2 separate regions of the Sus scrofa genome follow, and region 1 is linked to region 2. The links are chromatin contacts, called in public HiChIP or PLAC-seq maps. All regions are on one chromosome and are shown on one strand. The core of a region is the stretch at or near the end of the contact, and the rest is flanking DNA. Distances in the headings are between cores, read along the strand shown.

The links. HiChIP or PLAC-seq counts read pairs in DNA pulled down with a chosen protein or histone mark.
Region 1: an H3K27ac HiChIP or PLAC-seq map of alveolar macrophages shows a contact between it and region 2. The contact joins the promoter of TBKBP1 here to the promoter of KPNB1 in region 2. A contact is called at or near these places in 1 of 5 promoter capture datasets (liver), 2 of 47 Hi-C or Micro-C datasets (embryonic fibroblasts and epiblast stem cells) and 1 of 2 datasets of contacts at active chromatin or transcription factors (alveolar macrophages).

The regions. Positions count from the first base shown.
Region 1 is chr12:23,949,437-23,955,868 of Sscrofa11.1, forward strand. It overlaps TBKBP1 (TANK-binding kinase 1-binding protein 1), which reads left to right and starts at 3,530. Exons shown (of 10, transcript XM_021067080.1): 1 at 3,530-3,661; 2 at 5,327-5,846. The coding sequence starts at 5,622.
Region 2 is chr12:23,911,298-23,917,735 of Sscrofa11.1, forward strand. KPNB1 (importin subunit beta-1) reads left to right here and starts at 4,486. Exons shown (of 22, transcript XM_003131528.6): 1 at 4,486-5,022; 2 at 5,125-5,183. The coding sequence starts at 4,983.

The DNA of each region.
Region 1 (6,432 bases), core at 2,280-4,779, 37 kb after region 2:
ATAAGTCTTTCCGCCACTGCCCAAACCTCCGATTTGATGGAAGACCAGCAGCTATAGTTGGGAGTCCCAGGATGGTTCTACAGCAAACCCTAATTTTCTAGGGTCTAGAATTGGAGGGCTAAGGTGGCACCCAGATCCTGCATTGTCACATGTGTCTAATCAATTTTTCTGCCTGCCTGGTTCTATTTGAGTCATCTGGGTTTTATTTTGATTCAGTCTTTTTGCCAGCTGTTAACGCCATCTCCTCCTACTCCTTTCAGGCAAGAATGGGGCTGGAAAGATAAAGTTTTTCTCCAGAGCAAGAGTCCTAGGAGTGGGAGACAGTCTCTCTCTGATGGTTTGCGTGGAGGAAACATGCAGGGGTGACCTGGGCTCTGCTTTTGCGCTGTCTCTCCTACCAGCAGCCACTGGAGGAGGCATGGGTGCTGTGCTCTCTCACAGCACCCATGAATGCTACTGAGAAATGTCTTATAACCTGAGCCTGCCCAGCTGTCCACCCTGTCCACATTCCCCCTTCTCCTCTCACTTCATCTTACCTCCCTTCCCCTTTCACCGGGATCCTAGGTTTCACCTTTCTGTCTCTACCATCATGAGCCCTGCTAATATCATGAGTTCTTTGAAGGAATCCAGCCCAATCTCCCATTTTCTCAGAGGAAGAGATAGGCCTAGAGAGGTGAAGCAACTGATGCAAAGTCACACCACTTCTTTCACCTTAACTCATTCAACCAGGAACACGCCTCCTACCCTTTAAGATTTAGCTTAAACATCACCTAGTCAGAGAGACCTCTGGTTTTTTTTTTTTTTTCCCCCCCGCTTTTTAGGGCCGCACCTGCAGTAATTATTTCATTTGTTAACTTCCCTTTTTTTCTTTTTTGGTCTGACTCCTCTACTAGAATATAAGCTCCAAGAGGGCAAGAGAGACATGCTGGTCCCTCGGGGACAGGCCCATTACTGTGCTCTCAGCATCCAGCAAATAACAGGTGTTCAAGGAATCTCTGTCAAATAAATAAATGTATAGTGAGCAGGTTCTATTAGGGCACCTGGGGATATAAAGACGAATGGCATATGGTCCCTGCTCTCAAAACTATCTATGAGCAACAGGAAGTTCTTGCGGTACACAGTGGGTTAAGACTCACTGTAGCGGCTTGGGCCAGTGCTGAGGCGAGGGTTTGATCCCCAGCCAGGTACAGTGGGTTAAAGGATCTGGTGTCGGTCATATCTGTGGCTCAAATTCAGCCCCTGGCCCGGGAACTTCCATATGCCATGGGTGTGGCCATTAAAAAAAATAATATAGGAGTTCCCGTCGTGGCGCAGTGGTTAACGAATCCGACTAGGAACCATGAGGTTGCGGGTTCGGTCCCTGCCCTTGCTCAGTGGGTTAAGGATCCGGCGTTGCCGTGAGCTGTGGTGTAGGTTGCAGACGCGGCTCGGATCCCGCGTTGCTGTGGCTCCGGCGTAGGCTGGTGGCTACAGCTCCGATTCAACCCCTAGCCTGGGAACCTCCATATGCCGCGGGAGCGGCCCAAGAAATAGCAACAACAACAACAAAAAAGACAAAAAAAAAAATATATATATATATATATATACATACATATATATATACATACATATATATATATATATATATATATATATATATATACACATATATATGACAGAACCAGAAAGAGAATGCAATGAGATCAGATCTAGATTTGGGGGAGATATTTAGGGGGCACCTGAACCAGGCATAGCCTCTGTTGGGGTTTTGCCACCAACTGCCTATACTCCAGGATAAGTCATTGGGCCTTGCCTGGTGACTCAGGCCTGTACCCCTGAGCAGCCCAGCAGCATTAGAGGCTGACAACTCATCCCACAGCGTATGTGGTCAGACAGTACCTGGACCCAGTACCCTTTCCAGGGAGGGAAAGCTTGCCAGCAGTTTCAGGTCCAGTTGGTGGCCAAGTCCACACTTATTGAGGCCCCAGAGATAACCCCACACCTTTAAGCCCAGCCTCCAATCTTTTGCCTGGTCTTCTAAGAGTTCTGGAAGAGAACCTGTGCAGCCTTAAGGGAGATGACACCTGCCTAGCCCTCAGGATTAGTGGGGTGACAGGTGACCCAGCCAGCTAGCCTTCCTATCTAGAGGCAGGTTGTCTCGCACGGTTCAGAGAAAGCTGGCATTCTGGACTGTAAAAGGGAGCAGGAGTTAGCAGGAGAGACTAGAAGGGAACCCAGAAGGAGGAGGAGGAAGGGAGCCAAGGAGAATCCCTTTCTTTGAAGAGAAAGAGTACACAGCCCCTGCTGACTCTCCTGGGTGGCAGAGCTCACCTTTCAGTCCAGTCTTCTCCCTGTAGTGGGGCAAGATGGCAGCAGCTGCTGCTCTCAAAGCTCAAAGCAACTAAGAAACCTTTTCTCTTGACCCCTCCAGATGCACCACCCCCCTCCCCAGGATCCAAAAAAGTAGGCTCAGGTTCCCAGCAGCCTGTACCATCTGTCCAGATGGGAGGCTTCGAGCTAAATGCTGAGCCCCCTGCTTAGCCCATACACACCCTGCTTCCAGGGTTGGCTGGTCAGGGGTTAGCCAGAGTCCTCTGATCATTCCCTAACTGCAACCAGGCTGACCATACTTCTGCCCACATTTTTTTTAATCCATCAGAGGATACAGAGGATAACCACTAACACCCCCTAAGGATTCATGGAGCACCTTTATTTCTGATCCCCTTTTCTCTCCCATAGTTGTCCAGGTCAGGAATTATCTCCAATTTAATTCAGAGAGGTTAGGTAACTTGCCCAAGGTCACACAGTGGGAAAGTGGCAAAAACTTGTGACTCCTGCCCAGCAGTTTGGCAGGTGCTCAAATAATCTTTGTGGAAAGGGTGAAATCTGTTGTTTGTTCATTTCGCTGGCCTGTGGGTGCTTCTGTGTGTTGGGGGAGGGGACTGTGTGTGCGACAGAGGAAAGCTGTCCCCCTTCCTAAATGAACCTTAATCCACTTAGTTCATTCTCACTTCCGAAGAAGTTACTGATTTAACTCCAATCACTCCGACTGGACCCTATGGCCAGTGTATTTATTATCAGAGCAATGCCCCCTCCCCCAAGAGCAATGAAGAATCAGTCTAATATTTTTCTTCTCAAAAGAGCAAAGACCAAAACAATCCAAATAAAGAGCCTCCCTTTCCCCCAAAATATACAGCCCCAAAGCAAATCCCAAAGCATCACCTGAGCCCCTGCGCGGTCCACGGACACCCCCACACACTCCGCCACGCCACACTGCGATGGGAGGCGTCGGGGAGGGGGCGCGGAGCGCGGGCCGCTCGGCAGGGAGCCGGTGGGCGCCGGGCGCGCTGCCAGGCCAAACCGCACCGCGGGGGCCGGCCGCCCCTTGCCACGTGGTGGTGGCCGCGGCGGGGTCGGGGGCGCCTTCCCAGCCGGAGAAACCCGGAGCAGCCGGGGAGGAGGAGGAGGCGGCGGCGGCGGCGGCGGCGGCGGCGGAGGAGGAGCGGGGCGGGAGCGAGGGAGGGGGGTTGGGGGGAGGGGTGGGGGGTGGGGAGAGACCCGGCGGCGGCGACAGGGCGAGAGCAGAGCGCGGTGCCAGGGGGGTGGGGGCACCGGTGCCCGTCTGGGGAGGGAGCAGGCGGAGGGGGTAAGCTGCGATTACCAGCAGGAACCAGCAGCAGCTGTAAGTCCCGGCAGGGCAGGGCGGGGGGGAGGGGAGCGGTGCCCAGGGCCGGCCCCGGGGGTCGCGGGGTGGGCAGGAGGAGGGGGCGGGAGGTTGGCCTGCAGTTGGCTCAGGGTGGCAGGGAGGGGAAGGGTCCGGCGTCGGCCGCCCGCAATCCCCCTTTCCCCCCTCTCCGCCGCTCCTCAGGCCGCGCCGCCTCTGGAGCCCCTTCCCCGGCGCGGGGACAGCGGACCGGGGGGCCCGGGGCGAGGCCGGCAGCGGTGGGGGAGGGGGCTGCCTGGTCTCGGCCCCCGAGAGGGGAGGGGCGACAATTTCTGTCCGCCGAGCTAAAGGGGTTTAAAGGGCGGCTCTTAAAGGGGCCGCAGAAGGGGTCCGGGGGCCCCGAGGAGGCACCCCCCTCCCCACCCGCCTGCCGTCGCTCTGGCGCGGGGCCGCTGGGCAGAGGCGAGAATGCGGAGGAAGCAAACGCGGGTCGGGGCAGCCCTGGGGGCAGAACCCCTGCTAGTGGGATTGGGCCCAAGGTGGCGGGCCGCGGGGGTCCGGGGGTGTGGTGAGCGCTGGCGAGCGGAGTTGGGGGAGAGAGGATGGGCCTGGGGAGGAGAGGGTTAAAGGTGGGGCCAGCCCCACAAACACGCGCACACACTCCTCGCTCAGACCCGGTCACAGGCGTTCCCCTGGCACTTCATGAGGGGCGGTGTTGGAGCCTGGGCCTGAACCCTCCCCATCCCAGGCTCCTGCTGCCAGGCTTTGGGGGTCGCAGACCCCACGGCCTCAACTCACACCTCGGGAGCCCCCTCTCCTAACTCGCACACACGCTCCGGCGCGCGCGCACACACCTCGGACATTCCCATAGTGCCTCACGTGACACACGGCCCCGAACGTGCCCACCCTTCACACACGCTCACGCACGCGTGCACACACTCGCACACACAAACACTCACGGCCTCCTGGCCACTTCCCCACTCCATCCGACCCCCACCCGAAGCCCCGCTAAGGCACTCATTGACTGTGACACACCTACACTCATTCACAGACGCACACACTCCCCCCACACATGCCAACCACAGACACACATTCATAAACAGGGCCAGAAGAAGTACACACGCACCCCCTCGCCTACTCTTTCGGGAGCCCTGAGTCATTCCTGCCCCCTCCCAGGGCTCCCCATTTCCCTCTGTGCAGGCACACAGGCCAGGCTTAGGAATTTTTTGTCATTCCTCTTCACCTGTGCCAGGCCCTCTCCCAGAACCCCCTTCCCCACTGGGTTCCCTCAGACACCCCTCGGACACGACACTCAAGCCGAGGCCTTCCTGTGGGTCCCAAGTCAAGGGTGAGGAGGGCCTGGAGGGTTGCCACATACACCACCACCCTGCTTCATGCGAGTGGGGGAGGCACTTCCTTTTCCTGAACTCTGGGATCCTACCGGAGGAAGCTGGGAACTTGGGCGGGGGCCCAGCAGAGGATGTGCTGGTGGGACTGACCCTCCCAGAAGCGCTGGGCCTTCCTTAGGGAGGAGCCAGGGTTGCCAGAGGCCTGACATGAGGAGCTTGGCAGAGAGGTATTTGGGGAAGTGCGGCCTGGGGTGGAGAAGGGGCTGAGGAGTGAGTCTAAGCGGGCCCCAGCTGGGCCCCCTGTGCTGGGAAGGCAACCCTCTCCCGTCCACAGGTCTCCCGCGGTTCCGGAAGGAGCCCTTCCCTGCTCCTGGCCTTGTTTGTCTCTGCTTGTCACTCACCCACTCCTGGTCCCAGCCTCTTCCCCTAAAGGCGACAGAGAAGATGAGGCTTAGCAGCCTGGGAGGGGGCTTTGAGACCCAGGGGCAGGAGCAGGCTGCATCTCAGCTGGCCACAGGGCTCCTCGGGCCAGGACAAGGGCTGTCAGGGACAACCTCTGGGCCACCCTCTCCACCGTTGCTCCTGCTCTCCCAGGAGGCCCAGGGTGGGCTGCTGCCCAGACCCTTGCCATGGAGTCCATGTTTGAGGATGACATCAGCATCCTGACCCAGGAGGCCCTGGGGCCCAGTGAGGTGTGGCTGGATGCCCCTGGAGACCCCTCGCTGGGGGGGGACATGTGCTCCGCCTCCCACTTTGCCCTGATCACAGCCTACGGAGACATCAAGGAGCGGCTGGGGGGCCTGGAGAGGGAGAATGCCACTCTCCGCCGCCGCCTCAAAGTCTACGAGATCAAGGTCAGAACTTGGAGATGACGGGGTCTGGCTGTGTGTGTGATAGGGGAGGGCACTGTTGGGCGGTGGGAACTGGGGATCCAGCAGAGATTCCCAGGATCCAAAAGAGAGGCCAGGGTACGGACCCTTGGGAACTTGAGGGTCCCTCATGAGGGATGTAGCCGCTCTGGAGAGCCCAGCACCAATCAGGAAGGGATTGGGAAGGATCTGCTTTGGATCTTGGGTCTAAAAAAGGTCTGGTTGGGAGTTCCCTTGTGGTGCAGTGGGTTAAGGATCCGGCATTGTCACTGCAGCAACTCAGGTTGCTGCTCTGGCTCGGGATCGATTCCCGGCCCAGGAACTTTCTTATGCTTCGGGTGAGGCCATTAAAAAAACAATAAATTTTTTAAAAACCTTAAAAAGGAAAAATAAAAAAGATCTGGGAGTTCCCATCACGCCTCAGTGGTGATGAATCTGACTAGTATCCATGAGGACATGGGTTTGATTGCTGGCCTCGCTCAGGGGGTTAAGGATCCTGTGTCGCTGTGAGCTGTGGTATAGCTCGCAGACGTAGCCCGGATCTGGTGTGGCTGTGGCAGTGGCAGAGGGC
Region 2 (6,438 bases), core at 3,236-5,735:
TTAGGTGGAGATAGAAGCATGCACAACAGTTAGAGAAGGGTTCCTTGTAATCTCTATATTTACAAAGTTCTCCAATCCTTCAAGGTTCAGCTCAAAACTCTCCTTGTCTAATAAGAGTCCTCACCAAAGGCCAGGGGAAAAAAAAAAATCTCTCTTCCTCCTCTGAAATTTTAGCTTCATAAGGGTATTTGGTTTGTACATTTCTTTTTTTTTTTTTTTTTTGTCTTTTGTCTTTTGTTGTTGTTGTTGCTATTTCTTGGGCCGCTCCCTCGGCATATGGAGGTTCCCAGGCTAGGGGTTGAATCGGAGCTGTAGCCACCGGCCTACGCCAGAGCCACAGCAACGCGGGATCCGAGCCGCGTCTGCAACCTATACCACAGCTCACGGCAACGCCGGATCCTTAACCCACTGAGCAAGGGCAGGGACCGAACCCGAAACCTCATGGTTCCTAGTCGGATTCGTTAACCACTGCGCCACGACGGGAACTCCTGGTTTGTACATTTCTTATGGACTTGCTCACACAGGGATTTATGTTATACCTGAAATAACATGAGGTGGGTGTACATCTAATAAATTCATGTGGTTGAATAAACAAATTAAAAAGAATGAAGGGACAAATTTGTGCATGACTTGAAACACTGAGGGGGGCAAGCAGGGAACTCTTGGCAGGGGACAGGCTTAGGATAGAGCCGAATACTTATGCAGGAGCAGGGATACGGCTGGCTTGATTGGGCAATGGGACCATGGGTGCTAATGCGGATAACACTGGAAAAAAGGACAAAGTTATAAAGTGCCTTTAACAAAGCTAGACAGTCACTTCCCACGGCCCATAAGCTTTATGTGCTGCATGTGCCCCTCTCAGGTCAGCCAGCTTTGCCCAAGAGGAAAAGGCATCGGGTCATAGTCTGACTGCTTCTCCCCTTGCAGCTGGTCTTCTTACACATAAGCACAAGACTTAGTGAGGGGACTGAGCTATGGAATGCCAGCTGATCTCATCCATTCACGAAGTCACTTGTTTAACAGAGAGCAGTGAGCTTCTCCCAGCACAAGATACTTGCACCAAGCACCTCACAGAAAGGCTCCCATTTATGATCAGACCAACCAATGGCAGAGATTCACCCATTTCACAGATCTAAGAGGTTAAGTAACTTATTCAGGATCAGACAGCAGAAGTGGTAGAGTAGGACTGAAACCCAGTGTCTCTCTTTAATTTCACTTTCTTTTTTCTTTCTTTCTTCTTCTTTTTAGGGCTGCACCCATGGCTGTTCTGTTCCCAGGCTAGAGAAATCAGAACTGCAGCTGCTGGCCTACGCCACTGCAACCCAGGATCTGAGCCACGTCTGTGACCTACAGCACAGCTCACGGCAACACTGGATCCTTAACCCACTGATCGAGGCCAGGGATTAAGCCCGCAACCTTGTAGTTCCTAGTTGGATTCGTTTCCACTGCCACGCAGGGAACTCCTCATATCTGGATTATTGCAATGGCCTCCTAACCAGTCTCCTTGCATCAGCTCTTCCCTCTTTCCAGTCTAATCTCCACATTACGAACACCAACCTTTTTTAAACTTTTGAATAGCTGCCTTTGGTCTTAGAGCACAGACAAAAGCATGCAAGGGTCTCATATGGGTTTTTCCCTTACTCAACACTCTAGCTTGATCCTAACCCCTTGTTCTGTTGCGGGGGTGCTGGCCTTCTTGTGGCTCCTCATAATCCCCAAACTCTCTCCCACCACAGGACCTTTGTACCTGCTCATCCCCCCTTCACCTGAATAACTCTCTTCCCTTTCTCAGGTACACATTTCCTGAGCCCCCAAGCTAGGTCATTCTTTGGCATCTCTCACTTTTACAACTTTACATGTGTTTGTGAGATTGATTAAAGTCTTTCTTCTCTAACAGGCCAAGGATCAAGAACCACTCGCTTAGTACAAAATAGATGCTAAGCAGATAATAGCCTATGTACACATAACATATGCAATACGCCAGGTGTTTGGCACACTTAACATGTATAAAGTCACTAAGACCTCCCAAAAGCTCCATATGAGGCAGGTACAATTATTAGCCCCATTTTACTTATAGTAAATCATACAAGCTAAGAAGTGGAAGAATTGGGTTATGAACTCAGGCAGTCAGTTTCTGGATTCTGAGTGCTAAACACATTACAGCGCCTCAGCAGCAATTGCTGAGAGCAGGACAATGTTGAGTGCTTCTGATAGGGACTAGATAGCACCCTCCTTAGTTCAACTAAAACATCAATTCAGTTGGGTTGTGGTAAGGATCTTAACGTTTGACTGGAACTTTGCTGCAAAACATTTACTTCCCAGCATTTTATTCCAACCACTTTTTTTTTTTTTTTTTTAAGGGCAGCACCTGAGGCATGTGTAAGATCCCAGGCTAGAGGTCGAATTGGAGCTGCAGCTGCCAGCCTACACCACAGCCACATGGGATCTGAGCCGCGTCTGCTACCTACACCACAGCTCACAGGAACACCGGATCCTTAACCCACTGAGTGAGGCCAGGGATCAAAGGTGCATCCTCATGCATGCTGGTCAGGTTCATAACTCGATGAGCCACAGTGCGGACTCCTATTCCAGCTACTTTAAAAATCCACTTGCCATCAATGGTAGTATCATGACTGATGGTGAGCAGAGGAGGTAGCTCAACAAATTGGTAAGAGGACAGGAGAAAGCTGTCTTGGAGTGAAACAGAACTGTGGAGCATTTGTAGTATGGGAAATCCTCATCAAGGCAATTCAGAGATTTTCAAGAATGTCATCTCACTTAAACTTGGTTGATTCGTAATAAAATCACACACAGAGGGCAGTTCTTCCTCAGCTGAAAGGTGAAGCAAAAGGCTGAGGTTTGGAGGACAGCTAAGTCATGGGAAATCAAGCAGGCACAGGACGAGCAAGGAATAGTGTCCCCACACTTGCAGCTTCAGAACTCAGATATTTCTTTTTTTTTTTTTTGGCTTTTTGTTATTTCTTTGGGCCGCTCCCGCGGCATATGGAGGTTCCCAAGCTAGGGGTCTAATCGGAGCTGTAGCCACTGGCCTATGCCAGAGCCACAGCAACGCGGGATCCGAGCCGCGTCTGCAACCTACACCACAGCTCACGGCAACGCCGGATCCTTAACCCACTGAGCAAGGGCAGGGACCGAACCCGCAACCTCATGGTTCCTAGTCGGATTCGTTAACCTCTGCACCACGACGGGAACTCCAGAACTCAGATATTTCTGATAGAGAAAAATGTCTTTTTTTCTTTTCTTTTCTTTCAAGGATTAAAGGTAGCTGGCCAGCCTTTCCTAATTTTTAGTTGGAACTTCACAGCAAGGCCAGAGTTGCTCTTAGGTTTTCCCAGTATGGCTAGAGTAGGGCAATTATTTCAGAAGCTCGAGCTAATGCAGAGAAGAGATCTGTCAGCTAGCTACATTCTATTAACCCTAGGTCAATATGGTGAAAATGTAACCATTCAGCAACTTCTTCACCTGGAGCCCATTCCCAATCTAAAGGGAAGTCCAGAAATTGTATGCACATTTTGCTAAGGAAAGGCTTTCATTAGTTTGTCTCAGGGCTTATAACTAAAAAAAGGCGATCTTTTAGGGCTGTACACACATTTTCTCTGGTACACGGTTGTGCCTTTATAGAAAAGGTACCTTCCAGGGTGAAACATTTCTATTCCTTCAAGTACCCGAGAGCTTATGGATGAGGGTTTAAGGGGAATCCAAGTGTCCACCCCACGTGTTACGTCTCACAACAGCACAGGCCTCAAACTATACATATGTCCAAAGGGACTGCTTTTGCATTCACCCCCTTGGAGGTGCTGCGTGTAAAAGCCACGGTAGTCTGGAGTGCTTGAGTCCAGTCCCAACCAGGCCACTAACTGGCTGAGTAACCTTGGACAAGTCGCATACCCTCTCTGGCCTTCAGTTTCCACATCTGCAAACTGGAAGTTGAACGGCATGGTCTTCAAGGTCCTTCCCAACCAAGAGTCTGGTACCAAGTAGGCCTAGCCATTAAAGCAGCTTCCTGTGGGTGCGGTGCAGTTTTAACGGTCCCCCCTCCCCCGCTCGAGCCCGCGAAACCCTCTTTAACACGCCCCTCCGAGTGACGGCGCTTCCCAACCTCAACCCGGACACGGCTCCGCCCCTTCCCGGGGGCGTCCCATCGTGCCCCGCGCTGGGCTTCTAAAGCAGTGGGGCACCTCCCGCCTTTCCGCGGCCCCGACCCCGAACTCTTCTCCCCAGTTCTCCCGGGTGCCCTATCCTATCAACGTCTAATAGCCCAGCCAATCACGCGGGCCTACAGTCTTACCTTCGGTCCACCCTCCTCTCGGCGCCCAGCCGGCCTGAGCTGAAGGCCTTTACCAGGCCAACCCAATCAGCGGCCGGCTCTGGCCTGCCCCACCCCAACCTCCCTCCCCTCGGCCAATCCACGCGCTCCATCCCACTGCCCGCCCAGCCAACCCGGGCCTTGAAACCAGCCGGCGAATGGGCGCAGGGCGGCCCTTCAATGCTAACCGCCTGGCCAATTGGGGATTCCGCGTGGCCACGGCAGTGGCCAATCGACATGGAGCGCGGTGCCGCCGCGGAGAGGTCCGGCCCGAATATCCCTCCGCCTTCCTCCCTCCCTCTCTCTCCCTCCCTGCGAGCCGCCGTTCACTTACCGCCTCCCTTCCCTTCTTTCTCCCTCCGCCACCCGAGCACCAGCCGCGCTCAAAGCTGCCCCCGGGGTCCCTCCCCCGCCGCCAGAGGAGCAGCTGCTGCCGCCGCCAGCAGCAAATTAGGAGGGAGGAAGGAAGGAAAGGAGGAAGGAAAGGGAGCTGGAGCGACTACCAAGAGGGAGCCAGTGAATGGGATTGTGGTGACCCCCGCCCCCCACCCCACCCTCCCTTCCCACCCGACCCCCAACCCCCATCCCCAGTTGGAGCCGCCGCCCGAGAGGCCGGACAGCAGTCTTAAGAGGAGTCGCCGCCACCACCTCCGCCATGGAGCTGATCACCATCCTCGAGAAGACCGTGTCTCCCGGTAGGACGCGGGGGCCGGGGGTCGGGCTGAGGTGATTGGGTGGGGGGAGGGGAAGCCCTGGCCCCTCTGACCTGTCCCTTTTCCCACTTTCCTTCCCCCCAGATCGGCTGGAACTGGAAGCGGCGCAGAAGTTCCTGGAGCGTGCGGCCGTGGAGAACCTGGTGCGTGCCACCCCGCCGTCCCCCATCCCGCCCGTCTCCCCATCCCCTGCGTGCGGGCCTTCCCGCCCTCCTGGAGGCCCAGGCCTCGGGAACCCACCCCGCCCCATCCCGTCCCCCTCCCCCTCCCCCGGTCCAACCTAACCCCTCCGTCGGGAAGCCGGTGGGTGTGTCCCGCCCCGGGCCCCGGCACCTGGCCAATGGCGCGGCGCGCCGGGGTGACTGCCGCCCAATCGCCGCGCGGCCTGAGGGCGGCGGTGCAGCAGGAGGGAGAAAGAGCGAGGGAAGGGAAGTTAGGTTGCGCGGCGCTGCGTGTTCAGCAAGGGTGGGGGTGGGGGAGCCGGGCCTAGGGGCCATGTGGAAGCTCCGAGCCCCGCTGCCCGTCCAGTTCGGACCCCGGCCTCCTCCTCCTTCCTGTCCTGTGACCCCTATGATTCTCTCCACCTACTTCCCAGAGCCCTACCCATTCCCTTCTCCCTTGGTCTGTGCTCCTGGCCAGGCCTGCACCCAAATCCCTTTTTACCCATTCCGGCAATGTTTTTCCCTTTCTTGACGGGTTATTCCTCTCCAGGGGAATTTTTTCCCCCGGCCCCGATCAATAGAGACTTCATCTGCACCCAGATAACAGGCTGAGGCTTATCCTTGAGATCGGGCCTGTTTCCAGAGGAAATCATAGAGGAAAGTTCCTCGTTTTTCATGGTTTCAAATTTAGGGGGTACAGAAAAAAAATGAGTGTTAAGTCCACTAGAGACTGGACCTCTGTATAAAATCGAGAGATGGATTGACTGAAACAGCCTATGTGCCAGTAATATTTCTCCTTGGATTCCCTCCTCCTGTTGGGGGGTGGGGAGCAAAGAGAACGGTGGATAATACGTCTCTTAAAGGTAATAGGTAATAGATCTAAATAACACTGTAACCAAATGTGTTCTTTTGTGTTATCTAGGCAAGCCAAAAAAAAAAGTGACAAGGCGTTTTTTTATTTTCTACAAACTGCCTTTGAATTGTCTTGGATTTTTTTTTCCCCCTTACACGTTCTGGTTTTTACCATCAACCTTTTTATACTTAGCTTTCCATAGAAAAGATTTTTATCTACTAGCATAGACCCATATTTCCGTTTAATGTGTATTCCTGTTTCTGCTTTTGCTAAAGTAAGACGGCTTTCATCTTATTCCTAGCATTTTATCTTATTCCCATCATTCTTAACATTCTTTAGTGGTACCTAATTAATAAAACTTAAGAATTATCTTCCGCTGTAACT